2 separate regions of the Hordeum vulgare genome follow, and region 1 is linked to region 2. The links are chromatin contacts, called in public Hi-C maps. All regions are on one chromosome and are shown on one strand. Each heading gives the region's core, a stretch centred on a gene start, on an enhancer-like site or on the middle of the called end of the contact. The rest is flanking DNA. Distances are from core to core; before and after follow the strand shown. Region 1 holds the start of LOC123425191 (defective in cullin neddylation protein AAR3). Region 2 holds the start of LOC123429651.

Evidence for each region. A called contact is a pair of places that touch in the nucleus more often than the background predicts.
Region 1: a Hi-C map of seedling shows a contact between it and region 2, with 5 times the contacts expected there. The contact joins the promoter of LOC123425191 here to the promoter of LOC123429651 in region 2. A contact is called at or near these places in 4 of 6 Hi-C or Micro-C datasets (leaf and seedling) and 1 of 1 datasets of contacts at active chromatin or transcription factors (embryo).

The regions. Positions count from the first base shown.
Region 1 is chr2H:81,339,645-81,344,857 of MorexV3_pseudomolecules_assembly, reverse strand. LOC123425191 (defective in cullin neddylation protein AAR3) reads right to left here and starts at 2,964. Exons shown (of 9, transcript XM_045108866.1): 1 at 2,725-2,964; 2 at 2,011-2,095; 3 at 1,453-1,501; 4 at 1,295-1,370; 5 at 1,117-1,199; 6 at 1-67. The coding sequence starts at 2,809.
Region 2 is chr2H:81,139,413-81,144,532 of MorexV3_pseudomolecules_assembly, reverse strand. LOC123429651 reads right to left here and starts at 2,960. Exons shown (of 3, transcript XM_045113665.1): 1 at 2,600-2,960; 2 at 2,415-2,479; 3 at 1,265-1,599. The coding sequence starts at 2,690. The coding sequence ends at 1,477.

The DNA of each region.
Region 1 (5,213 bases), core at 1,715-4,214, 200 kb before region 2:
TTACACACCTGCTGAAAGCTAATAGCTGTTGCCAGGCGTCCTCAGAAATGTTGTGGCGTTGGTACTTCTGAGGAAGGCAAAGATACAGATAAGCTAATATTACATATAATGCTAGTATCTGGAGTGCCCCTTTTATGGAGTTAAGGAATTTATAATACATAGATTTATTGAGTTATTGTTGAAAGCAAACATTCTAGTCTCAAAGTACAGTGAAGAGCCCCAAAACTAGAACATGTCATAAAGTTCATATTGACACGTCATGGAAACAGGGAGATAGCAGCTTATGCCAAAATAATTCTGCCGCTCTCTTCAGGATATAAATACAGGTTGAGATTTTGTAAGAAGAAAGTATTGGGTGCTACTAGAGAACAAGACACTTGACATGTCCAATGAGATGTTGATAGATCTATTTACCATCATGTACCAAACAATCAACTCTAGGCTAAACACCACTGCAATGTAAGGATGCAAGCAGCGAGAGTTGCAGCTGCCCGCCCTAGACCAGAGTGTCCACCAATGATTAGAGTGGATAACGTATTTGTCCACTACAGATTGCTAGGATTGATCTGGGCCACTGCAACGGATGCGGAAGCCCCACATAAGCTTGCTAGATTGGTGCACATGGAAAATCTCAGTATAACTAAGCTAGCATCATTCAACAATACCATCAGGGTCAAAGGAAGAGTGTTCTCTTGTGGGATATGCAGTAAGTTGCGAGACAATTGCAGACATTGTTGCGGCATTGCCTAGCTGTTTATCGGGCTGCCCATGTCTGCTTGCACCCTTACTGCAATGGAATCAATGAAGTTGACTAGATTAATGTCAAGTGGACATCCCTTCATGATCACATATTCTTCTTAAACAGCTTGTTTGTTGAACTTGATCTAATGAGAAGATAGCTGACAATTTTATATTTGATTATTTACTAGGGAATAATATAAGTATAAAACATATAATTCATCCCACGCTTTTACTGCTCTCACTAAAACTAGATAAAGAATGAAAGCACTAGCAATACTACAGAAGCAGCCATCATAAAAGAATAAAGTAACGAAATTTGTCTGAGATGAATTTATAGAAATTTGCATATAATTGTTAACCAGTAAATTTGCGTACCTGAACAAAGTTACACCACCGGTCAAGCAATCGGAACCTTCCAAGAAGAACTATCCTCCATGCTGCAAGAGCCTTCTGAACAGCTAAATCATGAAAAACGATACCCAGTTAGTCTTATTGGGATGTAAAAAAATGACACAGCGGCATGGATGGACGTGATAAAGGAAACGGGGCTTACTGATATTCTTTTGTCCATTTTCACGAGAAATGAAGAAGACAAAATCATAGAAGGAATTAAATTGGCTCACATCATCCTAATAGAAGGGGGCATAGATTAGCATAATGTATTGAGAAGCATTTGAAAAATGCATAATCTGCTTGGGAAGTGCCTCTTACGAACTCAAGAACTGACATGAGCTTGTGAATATCACCAAATATTCCATCCCTATATAAGTAATAGAGTATGTAGTCAGCCAAAAGGTAGAAAGAACATAAGAAAAGAGAATATGACACATACAAAAAATAAAATAAAGGAAACAGGATTTTCTCATGCATGGAAATATGTGTGTGTATTTGCCCTGGGTAGGTCATGGGTGTGTCCAATGGAAAGCGTGGCATTGCTATTTCTAACATTTACAATAGAAGCGGTCAAACAATCACGTGTTATACATGTTAACGCACGAACATAAGCTCGAACTCTAAATTTACAGTAACAACAGACAGGTACAAGACAACTATGTATAAGTCTGCAACATATATTGCCCAATCTTAGTCGGATCATCCTCGACAATGTTTCAACTCTATGTAAGTAGGCAAGAAGCTTTTGACAAAGTATGTTCCAGTGAGTAGCATAGAAGACACTATATTGTGATTAATCTGTTTTAACAAATGTCACTTTTGTAGTAAACAAACATCAAATACTACAATAGGGTAACTAAAACAAACAGCTCTTACCTCATTCCTTCCATATTATCTATAGTTCGTGAAAGATCCGCCAACCCTTCCCTTGGGTTCGCATTTGTGCATCCGGATACAATACCTAGCAAGCAACGAACAGAACAACAAATGGACTTGAGACAGCACATAAAGAAACATACGCAAGTAACCATATAGCATACAAAGAATTACAATATCATGTAGGATATGCTGAACATATATATGAACATTGCTAGCTTGATTTTGACAAATGATTGTCCGTTCGGTTCTTAAAGAAATACAGCCTAATTGAATTGTTCCAGGATTTATCTAAAAAAAAGTAGAATTGTGATTTCAGCCTCGAGCATTTGCCTTATACACGTTTAGCTCTTTTTTTTGCGAATCTATACACATTTAACTAAAACTTCTTGTGATCTTTTGCAACCCTAGAAGCGAGAAAACAGCAACCTCTAAAGACGCTCACAAGAAACCAGACAATTGACCAAAGGATAAACCCAAAGGCTACTTCTTTTCTCCTCGCAATCATCAGAATTTCTTAAAGATCACGCAAATGCAGGAAAGACGAGTCCGTCGCCAGAAGACTCCTAAAATTCGTAATATTTGATCTCTCAAGCCTAAACCACCAAGTCGGCACGGATACGAGCGATTCTAACCCTGAAACCTCCGAAGCTCCGACCCGAGACAAACCAACCGACGGAACGAGAAAGCGAATTCGAAAGCGGGGGAGCTCACCGCAGTACTTGAAGTAGGCCTGGGCGGCGGCGGGGCACACGGCTAGGGCAGCCTCGAAGCCGCTGGATCCCATGGGCCGAGCCATGGATCCAGGCCCCTAAACCCTAACCCCGGTGCTCGCCGCCGAGGAGTCGACCACCGACGAGTCGATCTCAATTGCAGCACCACGCGAGCAAGCAGAGCTGCAAAAGGCAAGGGGGAGGGGGGTGGGGGGAGGAAGAGACGTCAGAGGCGTAAGATTCGGCTTGGGTGCGGAAATGGCATGTCACCAAATAATATAGCCGGTGGATTCATCTGAGCCGTCCGTAGATGGGAGATCCAGATCTAGGTGACCCGAGGCCCACCTGTCAGTCTCGAAGATGAGTGAAAATGGAGGGACTTCATGTATACATGTATAATAGGAAAGAAGCGGACATTCAATTCATCAAGGCGATTCCTACAATCAACCGCGTGATTTCTTCGCCTATTCAGCCGTCTAATCAACGCGTTGGTGGTCATTGGATCATAGCAAATGCAGCAAGCGTTTGCAGCCCCGACGGAGCTTCAATGCATAGCCAACGACATCCAACAAGCTTCATTGCAGCCTCGATGGAGCTCTCAAGCAGCACGGACGCTCCAGCAAAGCTCCACAACTTCGACCGACATCCATTGCAGCCCCAGTGGAGCTCTAATGGAATATTGACGGCTTCGGCGAAGCTCCATTACAGCCCCGGTGAAGCTCTTACACAGCACCGACGGCGTCTGGCGAGCTTCATTGCAGCCCTGGCAAAGCTCCAACACAGCACTGAAGTCTTCGTCGAAGCTTCATTGCAACTCTGGCATCGAGATGAAGCGGGGGGATGCATCAGTTATGTCGGTGTCGAGATGTCGTCGTCGACGCTTCGCGGCACCGCACGTTCCGCAAGAACGGTTGAAGAGCAAATCCATGGCGGGGATCAAAGATGAGAATTAAAAGTAATAGAAAAGGTGATTTCGTTGTGGGGGAGGGAAAATGGAAGGCTTGCGTGTTCCCAAGTGAAGATAAGGGAAGGACGTGTGGTGGGTGGGGCCTGACCTCACGAGGATGCATAGCATAAAGAGCGGGTGGTTGAAAAGAGTCGTTTTCCATTCATCAAGGAAGGGACCTAAATATGAATCTATGAAGAAAATTGAACACTCCAACATGAAGAAACACAATAGTGTATTGCTTTTACGCTGTATATGGACTAACTGATGTCGATTTTCGATCCAACGAATTTTAGTTTGAGTGCTGGATTTGAAAGTAATACCGTTTTGAAATTTTAAAATAGGTTTTGCATGGCACTCACGTCGTGTATTTCGCGCGTACGTAAGTATTTGTTGATTTTCTATATTATCTATACTACTATATAGTGTATCAGTTTTTAAATTTTGAATCCTAGGCCTTGGATTCGATATGAGTCATTGACTAATATTTATCCACCAGTTTATGTGGTTATGATTCACATTTGTAGTAACCTAATTGTACTCAACTGTCTACATTCTTCTAAGACCATCCCATGCATGGATGTGGGTACCATTCCATGCTACGTCAGCGTACATGTGATCTGTGATCGCACATCTCAAGAAAGAGAGAAAAATGTGTGGAAAAGTACATGCGGTATAGTTGTGGTTCAAACCCAAGACCCACTAGGTGATTAGTAGCATGATCCGGAGTAGCCACAAACAACCACTGCTTTTATTTGTTTCGTACTTTTCAGGAAAGGCAAGGGATTTGATAGCTCATTAATCATCATTATTGCGATGCAACGACCTGGTGAGTCTCCCATATGGTTATGCACTCTAATTTGGTGCATGGCATATGAACCCGGATGTTGGATGTCCAACATGTCGGTGAAAGAAAGTATAATTGTTTCTGGCAATGCTACCAATCTTTCATTATTTGCTTATACTAGATGACCCATTGCGTCAACTGACGCAAAGACCAACTCCAACTTGCAAGTTAAGCAAACTATATGAAACTTAGAATGAAAGTGAAGTGAACTATTTGAAAAGTCCAAGAAGAGAAGCAAATAATACAATTGAAAGTGTATGTGAATTGTTTGATGATGTAGAGACCAACTTCAGCCCTGAAAATAAATTGAGCTATTTGAAACATAGAATGGAAGTCAAGTAAGCTATTTTAAGGATGTTTGTCGTGAAGGGTCTAAGTGTGGTTATGTCTATATCACATTTGTTTCTCTCCCTTATATTTACAAAGACAAAGAATGACAATTGGAGTAGAAACCCATTGCATCCCACAGGTTAAGAGAACTATTTCAAGGATCTTTTTCCCCATCTACCTGCAAATGATTATGTATGTATTGTGTTGTGATGACCCACGTGTATAGGGGATCGTAACAGTCTTCGAGGATAGTATTTCACCCAAATTTATTGATTTGACACAAGATGAGCGAAAGAATATTTATAAGACTTACCAGTTGAGTTGTTAATTAAAACCACACCTAAGAGTCACTTCCTTATTGTGATAG
Region 2 (5,120 bases), core at 1,711-4,210:
ATGCGTTTGATCTCCCTACCTTATTCCTTTACTTTACACTTGCATGTTTTACATTCCGCTGCTACAATCTTAGAACTGCATGTGTAGGGTGTGCTTGACTTGCCATAACTGCCAAAGCTGCCCCTCAACTAAAATTGGGAAATGCTAAATTTTTATCTTGTCAAGTAGTTTAATCTCCCACCCTCTAGACATACTTTCGATCCTACAAATGTATGCAAGTATGTTGGATTACATCAGTTGAAGCAATTAAATGGAGTTATGCGTGGCGCTAAAAAAATGTTAGTGGACGCTGACATATCATTCTCTCTATAGATCGTGGTATGCTCATTTGGTTGCTGAGATCAAATGCTTAATGGAGAATATGGTGTATAGTCCGATAAATAAGTCCGGTAAACGCAATAGGGTTGCAAATTGTTTACTTAACTTTGTGTGTAGTGAGTGAGACAGCATTGTACGATGGCTTAACAAATCCCCTCCTTATATCATTGAACTCAATCCTAAAGACTGCAACTCTGTAATATTGAAATAAATACCCTTTGTCCACATCAAAATTAGCACAGAAACAATTCACATCTTCAATTGCGTTTTAATAAAAAGAGTCAATTTGACTTTTTACCCCCTAACTTAACCATTGCAACACAAATTACACTACTTCGCGGATTTTCAGTATCTTTACCCAATTTAACAAACTCGTGCCAAAAAATATCCTTTTTTTTTTTACTTTTTTGCCAGGTCTAATTGTTTGGATATACGCTTCAGTGCTGACTAGGCTTGCCACATCGGCCATTTATTTCCTTCTTCCGTTTTTTGCGACCCGCCTACTTCTTCATCATGTCACGACCCATGTCAGCAACACTATCAGGAGGGGCAGACACGCCCTTCTTTTTCGGATTTGCTAACTCTATTCCAGATGACAATTCACAGTGTCTCATTTAACTCCTTTGTCAATTGATTTTCCACAAAGAAATCATTCATGTTTTCCTTTTCCTTTTTGCATATTAATCTCACTTAGAGGAAACTTACAATAGTTAATTATCGTCTAGATGAGAGTTAGACACTCATTTTTTTATCTCCCCTAGGGTTTATGTTTGGGACACAACTAGAGTGCGAAGCTTGCTCCGTGGGAACTAAAAGAAAATGCATCGCGCGGACTTCCCTTTAATTTCAGGGGCGGGGTGATAGGAGGGAATTTCTGCAATTCACTATTATGAGATAAATATCCTTGTCTAAACAAAGAGAGATACATATTCAGGTAGCCATGAAATCCCGGATAACTTCATTGGACTTTTCATAATAGAAATGGCATAGCACACAATCTTACAGTAACCTCCACACGTATACGAATTTACACTTTGAATAATCACCCATTTTGATGGGTTCTAAGTTCTAATTTGACGAGGAGCTAATAAATCTTCTGTACATATACTGTATATTACGTGTGAGTGAGTTGAGCATCTGGACTTTGACATGGCATGATCATGTCCCGGGCGCCTTGGGAGTGTGACGGTCGTTTGGGCCTGAACCAGGGTAGTCGGTTGTCTGCAGAGCCATCCTTCCGAACATCTCCTCCACAATCGCGTTGCTGTCCCTCCTATTGCCCTGCAGCATTTTGACATGTTTCAGCAATATGATTCATTGATTAACTTATAGCAAGAGTTTTGTTTTGGGAGAATAGTATAGTTCCTGAACTCAAATGTATATATATTTGTCTGATTATGGTTTATTATGTTTCATCAAGTGGTTTAGATCTAGCAATGCCGCGTTGATGTCCTGTAAACAGAAACTGTGCATAAATACTTCTATTTTACGCTCAAACACAAAATCACATGGCCTCGTTACCAAGAGTCACACCGTCAGATACAACCTTAGTTTCAAAATAAGTGTCTTAATTTTATACTAAATTTAATATAAAATTGTATTAAAATTGAAACACTTATTTTAAGACGAAAGAAGTAATAACTAAAAAATTGCAGACCTAGTTCCCGTCAACACTGCTTGGTTTTGAGTTTTGACTCTCTTTATAGATGGACTCATGACTCATCGTTTACACCCAACCCATGAGATGTCAGCAGGCTGATATACACAAATGAGTGTGGGTGGCTAACTGATATATAATATATAAAAATAAAAAAATGTAAAAGAAAATTTTGGAATATGCAGCACAGACGCATGAGATATCATCAGGCTGATATACAAAAATGAGTGTGACTGATATATAATACTCCCTCCCTCCCATACTATACGCTGTTATATTATGTGACCGAGGAAGTAATATGTAAGAAGGAAAAAAGGAAAAATCTATAAGAAATTTCGCAATATTCAGCCTGGACCCATTGAGATATCATCAGGTAAATCTCAAGCCAGCCAACCGTGTTGAAGCAAGCAGGGGATCAGGGCATCACGCGTGTACGTACCTCTCCTGAATCACCTCTAACGCCACGGAACGCCGGAGCCTCCACCGCCATCATCCTGTAGCTCCCTGCACATATCCACATCAAAATCAGCACAGAAGCAATCCACACCTCGAAGCGGCGTCCTGACCGGAAAAGCCACCGGAGAAGGCGATGCAGTTCTTGAGGTGGAAGGAGGGGTTGCTCACTCGTGAAGCGGGCCGCGTGGGAGAAAGCGACGAGGAGGTGCAGGACGAGCAGGATCGCCAGCAAGCGGCCGGCGGCAGATCTCCACCCCATCACGACGTAGACGTACTCCTGGCTGACCCCGGGCAGCAAGTGCAGCAGTACCCCCGGGGCTAAATAGCCGCGGCTGCGGTTGAGTTCGTGCTGACGCTCGTTCCTGCCCCCCAAGAGGAGCTAATCATGGAGCACTGCGCTGAGGGAGGGTGAGAGAGACGCACGGGAAAGGGAAGTCTTTTTGAACGCACGCACGCACGCCAACCTCGACGCAATTGGCCACCTACCTAACATACGTGGTACAGTAGATTTCAATTATTCCTAGAACTACGAGAGAGAGATAAGGGCAAGGGAGAGGGAACTCTCGAGCTAGCTGAGCTAGCAGACGAGCGACCGTAGTAACTAGACGGAGTGGTGAGCTTCCCAACATCTCGATCTGCGTCTATATCCTCTCGAGTTTGGCACAATTTTGGGCGACTGTTTGGGTGGTCGTCGCTGTCAGGATAGTGCGTCACTCACGCGGATAAACAGGATTCGAACGAGATGATGGCTGAAAATACAGGCTGGTGGACACTGGGACTGCCCAACTATATATGATGATTGATAACCAGGTCAACTCTGCTCATCATGCGATATCAGATTATAGTAATCAAGTCGATGCGAGTTAATTTGCACTGTCTGGCTAACTGCTAATGACCTCTAGAACCGCCATGAGTCGTGCTAATTTGCTCTATGGAGTCCGCACAAGAACATCTCTTTCTCTGAACTGAAAAACGTGAAGAGTAATTTTCAACGTTTTTGTTTTCTCCTGATCAACTAATAACAGTAGATAAATTGCGTCGAATTGTCAATGCCTGCCTGGGGATGGGGACGTGGGCCGGCCATGACTAGATTCTCCAGTTCATCACAGCAAGGTCGGCAGGGCTACTACGTTGGCCTTCGTTCCGTGTAGAACAGTAGGTGCATTTATGGCATTGAGGTTTTCAAAGTGGATTGGGGGCCTAAGAAAACGAGGATAACAGATAGAGGTGCAGCTCTGGCTGCTACAGGCCTCGATCGTCAATGGTCATCGTCATGGTGACGAAGAAGCGTCACGTGACTCACGTCGAAGAAAGTTTTTCTTTTCTTTGTAAGATACTTTCTTTCGTTTTAAAATAAATTTCTGAAGCTTAATATAACTTTATATTAAAACTAGTATAAAGTTAACACATTTACTTTAGATTTTTTTAAAAAAAAATGGAGGATGACTCCCGGTCTCTGCATCTGGCAGATGTATGCAACCACTTTATTAATTATTCACAAAGATCTTACAAAGGAATACATCGATATGTCTGAAGCCGCCCTCTTGGCAACATTTGTCGCTACTCCTGTTCAATGATGAAGGGGTGCAGAAAGTGTGAGCCACATATCCACACCTCTCACCTAGCCTAACATCTAAAGCCGGAGGCCCCGACCAAGCCACATACCGGGTCAGGAGCACAAACCGGTCCGACGCACCCTCATAGGTCGTCGCCGCCGCCTTCCATCAATCCATCTTCAGAACAGCTACCCACGCATCGACCTTGCAAGGCCTACCGTCGATACCCTCACAGTGTCAGACATCGCCTCCTCCCTATGCGCGCTCATCATCACGCATCCGTCGCCGAGACTTTGCTGCACCTCGCCACCGAGACTCCACGACGTCGATGTGTCATAGGGAACACCACTCCACCTTAGATGCCGACCAATGGTCCCTCGAGCCCGTGTGTACCTCCATGAATGACGCCCCCAAGGAGGAAACGACACAAGAGCGTCGCCGTCATCCGATCTAGGGTTTCTCCCGGAGGTAGCAGAGAGTGGCCTTGAACTTCTCCTAGGCGATGCCTTCACGAAGGGAACGATGTAGACGACGCCGCCATCATCGGCCTTGGCAGTAGCCGAAAGCAAGCTATTACCCAGATCTGTTCGAAGAACCCATCTCTCCTGCACGGGCCACCACATCCTGCGACGTCCCTGGGAGCGGGATCCCAAGATCCACCGCCACCTACGATGCCACAAGGACCCACCATCTGGCCGTCATCCCTGACGAAGGATGACGCCACCACCTTATTCAGATCCAGTAGCACGCCAATGCCTCTTGCCGCCCCAAACACATCTGTGAAGGAGGTCAGTGAACGCGTGCGTCCACCACCGCTTAGGGCCGTCGGACGACGCCCGAGCTCGACCACCCGGAGGAGAACCGATCTGGGGTGGGGAACCCCAGATCCGTCGTCGCCAGCCCCCACAACGTCGCCGGGATCGCATCGGGCCGCCGCCCGAGCACGTCAACTCTGCCTCCATGCCGTACGCCCAGGAGCGACATCGCATCTCAGCCAGAGGATCCCCTCGTGAAGAAGGGAGGAAGGCCCGCCGTCCACCGTCCGTCGGGCGAGCTTCGCTCGCCGGCCTCCTCCTGCGGCAGCGGGGAAGCAGGGGCGACGGGAGGTCAAAGGAGGCGGCGGCTAGGGCGCC